Linked DNA regions of Mus musculus: region 1 is linked to region 2. Evidence: chromatin contacts called from public HiChIP or PLAC-seq data. All regions are on one chromosome and are shown on one strand. Each heading gives the region's core, a stretch centred on a gene start, on an enhancer-like site or on the middle of the called end of the contact. The rest is flanking DNA. Distances are from core to core; before and after follow the strand shown.

Region 1 (5,316 bases), core at 2,199-4,698, 220 kb before region 2:
TTGAAAAAAACACAATACTATCAGGATTGTGTGGTCATGCCGCCTTTCTTGTTTTGCTTTTATAATATATATAATTTTCCCCCAAAGTAGCAGCCAAGAATGAAACAAAGCAAAGTTAAGCAAAAGCAAGCAAACAAATAACTTTCAAAGTATTTGCAAATATCAGGCATTTATCTATTTTTATATTATAAAACAAACAAGAACAAAAACCAGCTGGAGAGAGAGAGAGAGAGAGAGAGAGAGAGAGAGAGAGAGAGAGAGAGAGAGAGAGAAGAGAGAAAGAGAGGAAGGAGAAGGAGAAGGAGAAGGAGAAGGAGAAGGAGAAGAAGAAGAAGAAGAAGAAGAAGAAGAAGAAGAAGAAGAAGAAGAAGAAGAAGAAAAGAAAGAAAGAAAGAAAAGAAAGAGAGAGAGAGAGAAAGAAAGAAAGAAAGAAAGAAAGAAAGAAAGAAAGAAAGAAAGAAAGAAAGAAAGAAAGAAAGAAAGAAAGAAAGAAAGAAAGAAAGAAAAGAGGCTTGGTCTAACTTTAGGCTAATGAGGGCCATCTTTGTCACCTATCCATACAGATGGCCAAAATGCCTCCTGATGAAGCTGATATCTCCAGAGGTAGATGGATTGTGCTTCATAGGGGTGAGAGGACCACTGTATCTGCAAGGGAAGCTGGGAAATGTAATCCTTTGGCAGGAAACCATCATCTATTATAAAGGATGTCATTTAACCCAACTTGTTTGACTTACATCAGTATTGCTGAGCAAGCCAAGCCCTAACTTCATATTTGAGCAATATTGTAATTCAAAACAAGCTTTAAAGTCACCTCCTCCATGCAGGCTTACTTGTGTAGTTATTAGAAGTTGGGTACCCTGAAACATAAAACATAAAATCAGGAGTCTCAAAGTTAAAAAATTAACAGTGCAAGTTCAAGATGGATGGGGTCCCAGTGCTTGGAGGGGAAGTAGACACAGGGCCCAGCCCAACAAAGGAACCATCTGCAGTTGATATTACTGACAAAGCAAAAGTTTGTTTCCCCCAATAGAATCTCCTTAGATATAATAACTACACTTCAGAGTAGGCCTTATCCACAGGAGTTGTTGGCCAGCAAATAACAAACTCAATGATATCATTGTAGACTTTTTGCTTCATTTTGTTTTGTTTGGGCATTTTTTGTTTTTGTTTTATTGGTCTTTTGCTTGTACGTTTCTGGTGTGTGTGTGTGTGTGTTTTGTTTTTTTGTTGTCGTTGTTGTTGACTTTGTTTTTGTTTGTTCATAGGGTTGAGTGGGCAAGGAGGATCCGACAGGAGTTCGGGGAGAGGCAAATCATGATCAGAATAGAGTATAAAAAAGAATCTCAGATAAAATTTGAAAAGTCAGCCAGATGTAGTGGTCATTGTTTTGATCCCAGAATTTCAGAGGTAGAACACGGGGACCTCTCTGAGTTTGAGGTTTACATAGTAAGTTCCAGGGCAGCCAGGACTACATAGAGAAACCCTGTCTCAAAACAGACAAACAATTTAAAAGCCAAGAAAAGATAAAAAAAATAATAAAAACAATAACAGAAAGTTAATCGTGGGGAAAACTAGTCTTCAGCACATAAGAAGAACTTAAGCCAATGCAAATGCTCTGAGCTGTCTTCTCACTTTTTCTGGGGGATCTCATTGGTGGCTTGACTGACAGCAGGAAGTGGAGCTGCACAGCTGTTCATCACTGTGGGGAGGAAGATGCAGATGGTGGGAATAGGCTTACCTCACCATTTAATGTATAGCCAGGACTCTGTTCTCTCAAATCTTGGGGTTAAACTTCTCCAAATCAAATGAGCTAAGTACAAGGCTAGGTTTGGGGTGAAGAATAAATGTGTTTTCTAGATGCTATGAATAAGACACTGATTGTCTCATAAAGCATCATTATGTTTTTTTTAAAAAGAAGTACTATTCATTTCCTTTGCATGGAGAAAGATTCTGAGAGATTTTCCAATTCAATAAAAATTTTGTTAGCCAACGTAAATTTCATAAAAATCACCTTAGAAAAGTCTAAAGATCTGCCTCAGCTTACTGGTAAATATATGAATTTATTCTATACAACATTCTCCTCTGTGTCCCTCTCCATCTCAGTCTCCCTCTCCATTTCCCTCTCCATCTCTCCCCTTCTCTCTATAATTTGCCTATGAAAGTGTGGCTGATTAGTGGTAGGAAGAGTGTCTATCTACAGGTATATGTAGATTGAACATTGTTACAAGCAAATGGCTCTAATGTAAGGTTTAACTGTTTTCTGATTGGGCTAAACTGTTTAATCAGATAGTAAAGCCTTCCAGAAAAGGCCAGGGATGGGACACTATGTGATAATTAGACAGTATCAAGTATTCTGGTCTGTTCTTCCAGAGCAGGTGACTTAATAATAACTTCAAAAACATAGACAGAAGGATTTTGAATGTCTTGATATAAAGATCCAATTGAAGTTTCATTGCACTTAAACATGACAAAATGAAGAGATGTGTCAAAATGCCCCGTGGGACTCAACAAATATCTAGAATTTCTTTTCTTGTATGTTAAATAATTGCATGCAAGGAAATGTATTTGACCTGAAGCCCATATGAAGAAAGTGTGAATTATTGTATGTTTTTATACAGTGTTTATAGTTTGCACAGTTTTTATACTTATATTCACGTTTAGTAACTGTCTTTCTGGAATCTTCTCTTGACTCAATCCTGTAGGCACAATCACACCTTTCCCCGCAGTGAGGCCCCACTGCACTCTTCCTTGTAAAGCACCCATCTCTCTCCTGGATCATCCGGTTCTGAAGAGAGGAGCAGTGAGGAGGTGCTGACCTGGCACAGGGACGCTGGGTGAGTAGGCTGGGTAGCTTGCTGTGGGGCTGGACGGCTGTGGTCCAGCACTGTGCCTGATAGAAAGAAACTAGTGATACTGGAGCCTTACAGTTCAGACTGGATACTTTATACTCTAAGTTCTCCCTCTTTCACCAGCTCTGCCTTTGTTTGCCTTTTCATGTCCCATCTTCCTCCTACTTTCATTTCTTCCAATATATCTCCAACATTCATATGGAGACAATGTACCTCCAGAAGCTGACGTACTCAAATGTAAGCAATACTGCTGTATGTATTTTCTGTCATCCAAAATTTAAATGCAGTCTGAATTCTAACAGGAAGAGGTTTCTTAATGTCTCAAAAAGCTTCAGGAATTCCTATAAGCTCTCTCGCGACTCTAAAACATAAACAAAACCAAAACAAAATAACAACAGAAACACTTGAAAACATTTCCCTGGCCAATTGTTGAGCACACAACGTTTTTTTTTATTTCAACAGCGTGAACTTGTGCAACGGCAGCAGATAACCTCCAGGGGGCAGTATAACGCAATGCTGCAGCGACTGCGCCTGAGGAACAGTCGGTCATTAGTTCCTAGTTTTCTCTTTGTCTAATGAACCATTTCTAGGGGAAAGGTCTCTAAAGGAAAACAGAATTTGTCCTTTGACCATCTTTTTATTTTTGTCTCACTGCCGTGTACTAACGAAAAGAGCACATGCTACTTAAGTTTAGGATATCACGTTTAGGACTGAGAACGTAAGATTCCTGATTCAACAGAATTTCATTGCCTGCCTGCTTAGACGGACACCCACTCCCCCACCCCCACCCCCACCCCCAGCTCTGGAGAGGAAGGAAGAAGCACGGGACCCTGACATTTGCTCAGAGAATGGCAGACTTTGTCCTCTGAAATTCTAGTTTAGAGGTTTGCATAACTCAAAAAGGTCCTTTAATGTAGGATCATTTTCAGTGAGGACATCATGAGCCCACCAAGGACCAGAAACTAGGATCCCGACTCAAGAGCAGAGCCTGGGCTATGCTCACAGCAGACAACGCAGAGAACTCTGTCCCCTTTACTACACTCCAGACACTCAAGCCCAGGTGGCATTGCTGGGCTGCCATTACGTAGTCATTGTGATCACACAAGTTTGTTTGAAACTGTTGTTTTAAGAGGTTTTAGAAAAGTGCATTTAAACAATATCTTTTGATCTTATTACCCACCACCTCCTTTCAACTTTTACCAAACTGTTTTCTCTTTCTTTGTTCCCTCCCAACTTTATTTTTTTCTTCTTCATTATTATTATTATTATTTATTACTGAGAGTTATTGAATATTTCTAGTATAATATATAAAGATATTAAATGCAAATGAGTTTGAAAACCGGTATATTTGCATATCTGTTTATTAAAGATACTTTCTATGATATGTTCTGGTACAGATAAAATAAGCTTTTGTGTATTTAAAAGGAAAGATTTAAAGTATGACAGACTCTGAAGTTAGAGGAAGTGAGATGTGGAGAAGCAATGTCCTCTGAGCAATGCCTTCACTTGCTACATTCTGAGAAAGGTTGGAAAACCCACCGGTGTATAACATGTATAAAGCAAACCCGGCCAGGCTGCTGTCGTTCCCACTCTGTGTCTCAAGCTGCTATCTCTCTAGGCTTTTCCAGCTGTGCATCTCCTGTGCACTGAATAGAAGACCTAAGAAATACTTGGTTCTTCATATTAGCATAAACTAATTAATGCAAACCAAACAGATTTATCATGAAACTAATGAAGCGTAGGCTCCAGGGCCATCCCTTTCCAGGCTTTATGAGTTCTTAAGGGTTTTAAGGTCTTTGAGGAGGCAAAATATTACCAGCTAGTGCTTCTCATGTAAGGAGTCTTGGTAACTGCCTTAGGAGTTCTCAGGAAAAAGGGATTTTCTTTCTAAGGCATCTATAATTATTTAATTTATTTATTCATTTATTTATTTATTTATTTACTTACTTACTTAATTTACATCCCACTCACTGCTCCTTCTGTTGGTCACCCCTTCCAACAGTCCTTTTCCCTTCTCCCCTGGGTATGCCCTCTCCCTGGCACATCAAGTCTTGGTACATCTGCTCCCACTGAGGCCACACAAGGCAGACCAGCTAGAAGAACATATCCCAGAGACAGGCAACAGCTTTTGTGATAGCCCCTGCTCTAGGTGCTCAGAACCCATATGAAGACCAAGCTATACATCTGCTACATTTGTTTAGGGAGTAGGGGTAGGTACAGCCCATCTCTGAGAGCCCCAGGGTTCCGGGTTATTTGATTCTGTTGGTCTTCTTATGGAGTTCCTACCTGCTTTGGGCCCTACAAGCCCATTTCTTCCACAGGAGTCCCCAAGCTCCATCACTGTTTGGCTGTGGGTCTCTGCCTCCCTCTGAGTCAGGTGCTTGGTGGAGCCTCTCATAGGACAGCCATGTTAGACCCCTGTCTTCAAGCGTAACAGAGTATCATTGGGGATTGATGCTCACCCATG
Region 2 (5,660 bases), core at 2,979-5,478:
TGTGTTACTATGGAAACAAAATAAAGCCAAAGAAATAATACTGATGTTTTATCACTGGAGTTTACTGGTATACATAGGTGAACCTGTATACAGAATAACACCCTACACACGCATACACATAACTGCAGCAGGCAACTGAAATCATGGCTCATCCATTAACTACAACAATGGAATACTATATATCACACCAATGTTGCTTCTAGTAGGAATTATTCCTGAACTGTTTTCGAGATGTATTCAAGACTGAAGTATGCTTGAACAAGAATTCCTACATGATAATTTCTTCAAATCTCAGAACAGAGACTTTCCAAATATAAAGAAGGCACAGAGAACAAGAAACAAAACCCCATAGAATACTATTACCCTATGTATGCACTGAATTCTGAGATGCATTTTAAAAAACAAATAGTCAGTTTAGTCCTAAAGTTTTACAATAAATTAAAAAATAATATATAGATTCATTGTGTATATAAAAAAGTCCCACTCTGTTTGAATTTATACCATGGACCTGGAATTGACTTTTTGTGATGGGCTCTACTTTGTGTGAATCTTGCCTATGGCTTTACAGTCTAAACTCACCTCAGTGTCTAGACTGATAAATCAAAAGAAATACAGCATAAAAAAAGAAATCCATTCCCCAGCCTTTGCCAGGAAACACTGCCTAGAAAAACCTGTGTGTTTTATTTGAACCTACACCTTTTTATAACAATGACTGTTGCCTGACTTCTAGGGAGCTATGAAAAAAAATCTCCAATCACCCTAGATAGGCTATAATGACGGAGCAAATAAGTGTAAGAATTCCATCCAAGTACATCTTCAGGAGCCGATGAGTTTATGATGTTTACTTACAAGCCGATGGGTAGCACCACAAAAACAGCTTCATCGTCTCGACCACATTGTGAGTGATGACTTCACAAAGCTTAAGAAAAAAATCCTCATCCTTATTTAATCTTCTACCTCTAATGGACTCCTGGATTGTGCAAGATCAAGTACAATTGTAGGGCAGCAGAAAATAATGGCTAGAATCCTTTAGGAAGGCTCCCTATACCTGCCCCAGTTTCTGCTGCCTGGGGGGGTCTTAGGAACCTCTATACCATAACTATAGACTTGGTTATCACTGTATTGTTTTATTCCATTGCTATATCTATGGTGGCTCAGAGTAGCAACTTCTCCTCATTGATGGCTAGTAGTCATATCAGACTCTGGTCTAGTCTACTCTAGATGAAGCCACCCACTACAACACTGTTACAAGACAAAGTTAAATCCCCACAAGAGTTCATTACAATAATCTACTCAGGCTTCCCTAAGCAGTCTATAGATTTATTTAAAGAAAAATGAGTGTGATCTGAGTGGAGAATCTGGAAAAAAACATCTGCTCCATACATACACCTCCAGCAATGCTGGAAAAGGAAAAAGTATCAACTTTATACTTCTCTAACTTAACTACACTAATGAGCATATTAGGAGCAAGGATCTAAGCAAGTTGATCTGAAGACCACGGGAAGGGCTAAAAACGCAAGAAAGAAGGTTTTGTTTGTTTGTTTGTTTGTTTGTTTTGTTTTGTTTTGTAAAAGAATACCCTTGGGGGCTTAATTGGAGAGCAACAGACATATATGTCCCATAGCACCACACAGGAGCATGGACAAGTCCCCTAGTGATAAGACTGGTTATATTTTTTTCTTACAGCCCAGTTCTGAGCAAGAGTTGATAGAGATGAGTAAAATGGCCTCTTCTTGCCTTTCCTGGGTTTCTATTCAACTAGGTGAAAGACAGAGGAAACCTTGGGTTGCAGTAGAGGAGAGGCAGTGTCCCTTTTTCCCCTGCCCCCATAACCCATTCTTCACATGAGTATGTTTTACAGAAGGGAGAACTCACAGAAGCCTGTGGTTCTCTGGATGTGTATCCCACTGATGTCCATAGCTGCTGATGCAGAGGAACTGCTGAGTGGAAGGATCATGAGGAGATGAGTTTCCCAGGCATCTGTCTGAGGTGCTTCCTTACAATCTCACAAGCCTCACTGGGCCTTTTTGTTTTTTGTTTTTTGTTTTTTCTTTTTACCCTTGATGTGAAAGACCACTAGGAAATGTTTCTTTCTGAACCTGTCACGCAGCTGTTCTTTCAGGATTTTTGCTGTCACAGAGTCAACAGGGTCTGCCTCAGACTTTACCTTCGGGACTCAACAACCACTTTCTATTCATCCTGTCACAGGTGTTCCCTTCTCCATTCCTGAACCATCCAAAAATATGCTCCTGACTATACATTTAAATTCTTTATGATTTCTTTTTAGTGATTGCATTTTCATTGAATAAATTTTGTATCTATTTTCTAAGCTTGATTTACATATTTAGAATTCAAAGCCCTTTTCAAAAAAGCTCTCCTCTCCTCTCCTTTTTTTTTTTTTCAACATTGCCTTCTGTGACTAGTGGAAACTCTATGAGAGATATGAATAGATTAAGGCAAAATGAATTTCCCAACTTGGATCATATCCAGAAAGTTCTTGACTTTTCTGTGTGTAAAGTGAAAACAAGAGTCGACGATCATGTACCCATGCACAGACATGTGTGACTTTCATCCAGAATCGGAAGCTGAACGCTTCTCATCGATGCCTTTCCTTGTTTATCAAGTGCAAAGAAAGATTCATTAAAATAGATCAGTAGATAGTCAAAAGCACAAGAAAGGAAATCTCATAAACACTCAGAAATCAAAGAGTGGAAGTACCAATATTTGGTAAGGATGATTTTTTAAAAATGGGAATTATAATAAAGGCAAGGCCAAGACTCTTAAAATACACCTTTCTGATGACAGATTAGTTTTGGGGGTTAAAAAGTGAGCAGTAGAGATAACTGCAGGTTCTTAGACTAGACGAAGGGAAACATGAGTAAAGTGTGTGGGAAGGGCACTGTGAGCTTGGGTGAGAAGGGAGGAGATATCCTTTCGGAAGGGAAGAGAATGAGCTGTACAATGACAACATTGGGAGTGTGTATATCGAGACGTCCTGGTCCAAAGGAAGTGACGACATGGATCCCTGCATTAGAGAAGGCCTGACATTAAGAACTGACATCTTCTGTGTGAGTCCAGACTAAGCGTGGTTCTCTGTGACACTTATGGCCAAGAGCAGGGCCCTCTGACTCCCTACACCACCAACAAAAAATAGTCTGAGCTCATTGATTCTTCCCTGGGTTGAAAAACACTTCAGAAAGAAGTCTCCGTTCCCAACATAGCAAATCCATGGCACTAACCACTAAGTACAAGTTTGCATCCCTTTAAAACATCTTTTTTTTTCTTTTTCTTTTTCTTTTCTTTTTATTTATTTATTTATTATTTTTTTTAATTTTGTGACAGGGTTTCAGGTTTTCTCTGTATAACCCTGGCTGTCCTGGAACTCACTTTGTAGACCATGCTGGCCTCAAACTCAGAAATCTGCCTGCCTCTGCCTCCCAAGTGCTGGGATTAAAGGCGTGTGCCACCACTGCCCGGCTCCTTTTAAGACATCTTAAGGAAATGCTACAAATATTTCTTTTTCTTTCCAGTGTGAGCGACTGAACCTTGCACTTCAGAGAACCTTGGCAAAGCATAAAATAGAAGAAAACAGGTAAGCTAAGTTACCTTAGTTGTATGAACCCGCATCCCACAAATATTGTGTAAAAATAATCAAACCTTATTGAATACATTAATACTTACCAGATTGTTGTTATAGATCAAAAACTGAATAAGTGTTAGCAACTGCAAACTTGAGAACAAATGTACTTTTTCAGGTTTCAGAAGAGAAGGAAAATAGGATTGTGTTTTTGCTTTGTTTTAAATCTTGTTTGTATAGTTGGCTTTTAAAATAAAGCTGGCCACATGCTTCTGGCAGAAAAATTGACTATTCCTGTTCTAAGTATTCAATTTGTGAATAATAAATACTGAGTCCACATTTACAAAGTACAACATAGAGTTTTGCACACCAACACCTTGGTTGGTACACTCTACAAACACTTTCATGTGCATCTCTTCCCTATCATAGTGTAGTCCACCCTATGGATAATCTGGGCTGAATTTTCCTGCTGAGTAAATGCTATTAGACTTTATGCAGGCAGCTCAACTGAGCCAAGAAAGGGTCATGAACGGCCCAGAAGAGTGTGAATCTGTGTCTGACAGAAGCTTTCTTTACTGGACAGAGCTGACAAGCATCCCAGGCGCCTCTGCCCCTAATTCCCAGGCAGGCTGATAAGATAGCTTCAAGTCATTCTTATGGTGCTACTGGAGCTGTTGGCTCAAGTCCTTGGCAGCCAGTGCACTTGAGATTTATTCTCAGGCCTTTGTGCTCTGAAACATCCCTGCTGCTGGATGGAAATCTGTTTTCTGTGGTGCATCCTGTAAAAGAGCCCTCAAAAGTAAAATCCACAACAATTATTTCCTTTGGAAATCTTAAGGAATACAGAGGCTGACATTGGTCCATGATGCTGACTGTTGACCAGTAGGCTTTTCCTCCTGCCTGCTCCTGTGTGAGGTGGCTCTGCCTCAGTCTTACGTACCTTCTGAGTACTTTTCTTGCTCATTTGCATGTTGATGCCTCACTTTACTGTTTGTGCTATCCTTGGTCTGCCAGCAGATGAACACATCTTAATCCTGTTTCCTGCAGTTTATTTCTGGGACTTGTAATCAAACAAAACACAAATAATGGGTTAAGCAGTGGGATGAGAGCCCAGTTCTTATCTGAAGAGTCACTGTGACCTCGCCTGCTGCTGGGGGAAGTGTTGCGGGAACTCTCTCTCCCTGTCTCTCTCCCCCAACATGTGGACAAAATCATAATTGTGTGTGTGTGTGTGTGTGTGTGTGTGTGTGTAGAGGTGGGGGGGTCTTGCTGGCCACTCACAAGACTTTCTGTATGCTGTGTTTGCTAAAGCAAGGAGTATTTAGTTTACACTCACTTCATTGTGTGCTTTTCAGAATAACAAAGCTCCATTCTGCACTCATCTGACAGTATGAATGTCAGAAAATGGCAGTATTAGAGTGAGGAGCCCTGCTCTCATTCTTTAGAAAAATAAATCTGCTGAAATGATTTTTAAAGGGAAGGAAAAATAAGAGTCTGGTACTGTGATGAATTATCCAAAAAAGGATTGTGACTCTCCATATCCAAATTGAGTATATAGCTATAATATGATACCCAGCCCACTTGGATAAAATATTCCTACTTAGTACTTTATATACTTATAAGCATCATATTTCTATGCAACAAAGTTTTTTTCTGGCCAATTTTCCTTCTTAAAACAGTCTCCTTTTAAAAATTCTCAAATTATACTGTGTTTTATTAAAATGCTATTTAAAACAGAAGAAGTATACCTGCATTTAAACTTGGCTCAGCTAATGGCAAGTTGAACCTTGCAATTAAATACCCTTTTATACCCTTAAAGTGCTAGAATAACTTGGCAAATTTCAACAGAATCAGTCACTATAATGATAAGGTTTTAAAAGCCATGTAGGCAGACATGAATGACAAAGCCATGCAGTTGATGTATGAAGACACTGACTTTCAGATTGTATCTTATATGGTATGTCAAGATTTGCTTCTGGAAAAGAATTCTCACCTATCATTATATGTTGTATATGATCCAAATTTTCAACACTCATTAATCTGTCTTTTAATTTAAGACCTTTAATTATTCCCAGGAAATCTT

What was found. HiChIP or PLAC-seq counts read pairs in DNA pulled down with a chosen protein or histone mark.
Region 1: an H3K27ac HiChIP or PLAC-seq map of heart atrium shows a contact between it and region 2, with 7 times the contacts expected there. The contact joins two enhancer-like sites. A contact is called at or near these places in 3 of 484 Hi-C or Micro-C datasets (the HL-1 cell line, cortical neurons and uterus), 5 of 115 datasets of contacts at active chromatin or transcription factors (cardiomyocytes, craniofacial prominence, embryonic forebrain and 2 more) and 3 of 9 other capture datasets (adipose tissue, liver and pancreatic islet).

The regions. Positions count from the first base shown.
Region 1 is chr3:82,331,868-82,337,183 of GRCm38.p6, reverse strand. No RefSeq gene overlaps it. Among named protein-coding and RNA genes, the nearest start is that of Map9, 24 kb to the left of the region's middle. Within about 2 kb of position 3,448, at least 38 of the 459 cell types and tissues checked have an H3K27ac peak or open chromatin away from gene starts, as enhancers often do. A contact at or near this core is called in heart atrium, where this site is marked.
Region 2 is chr3:82,111,204-82,116,863 of GRCm38.p6, reverse strand. It overlaps Gucy1a1 (guanylate cyclase 1, soluble, alpha 1), which reads left to right. Exons shown (of 9, transcript NM_021896.6): 3 at 3,531-3,592; 4 at 5,653-5,660. Among named protein-coding and RNA genes, the nearest start is that of Mir7010, 7.7 kb to the right of the region's middle. Within about 2 kb of position 4,228, at least 24 of the 459 cell types and tissues checked have an H3K27ac peak or open chromatin away from gene starts, as enhancers often do. A contact at or near this core is called in heart atrium, where this site is marked.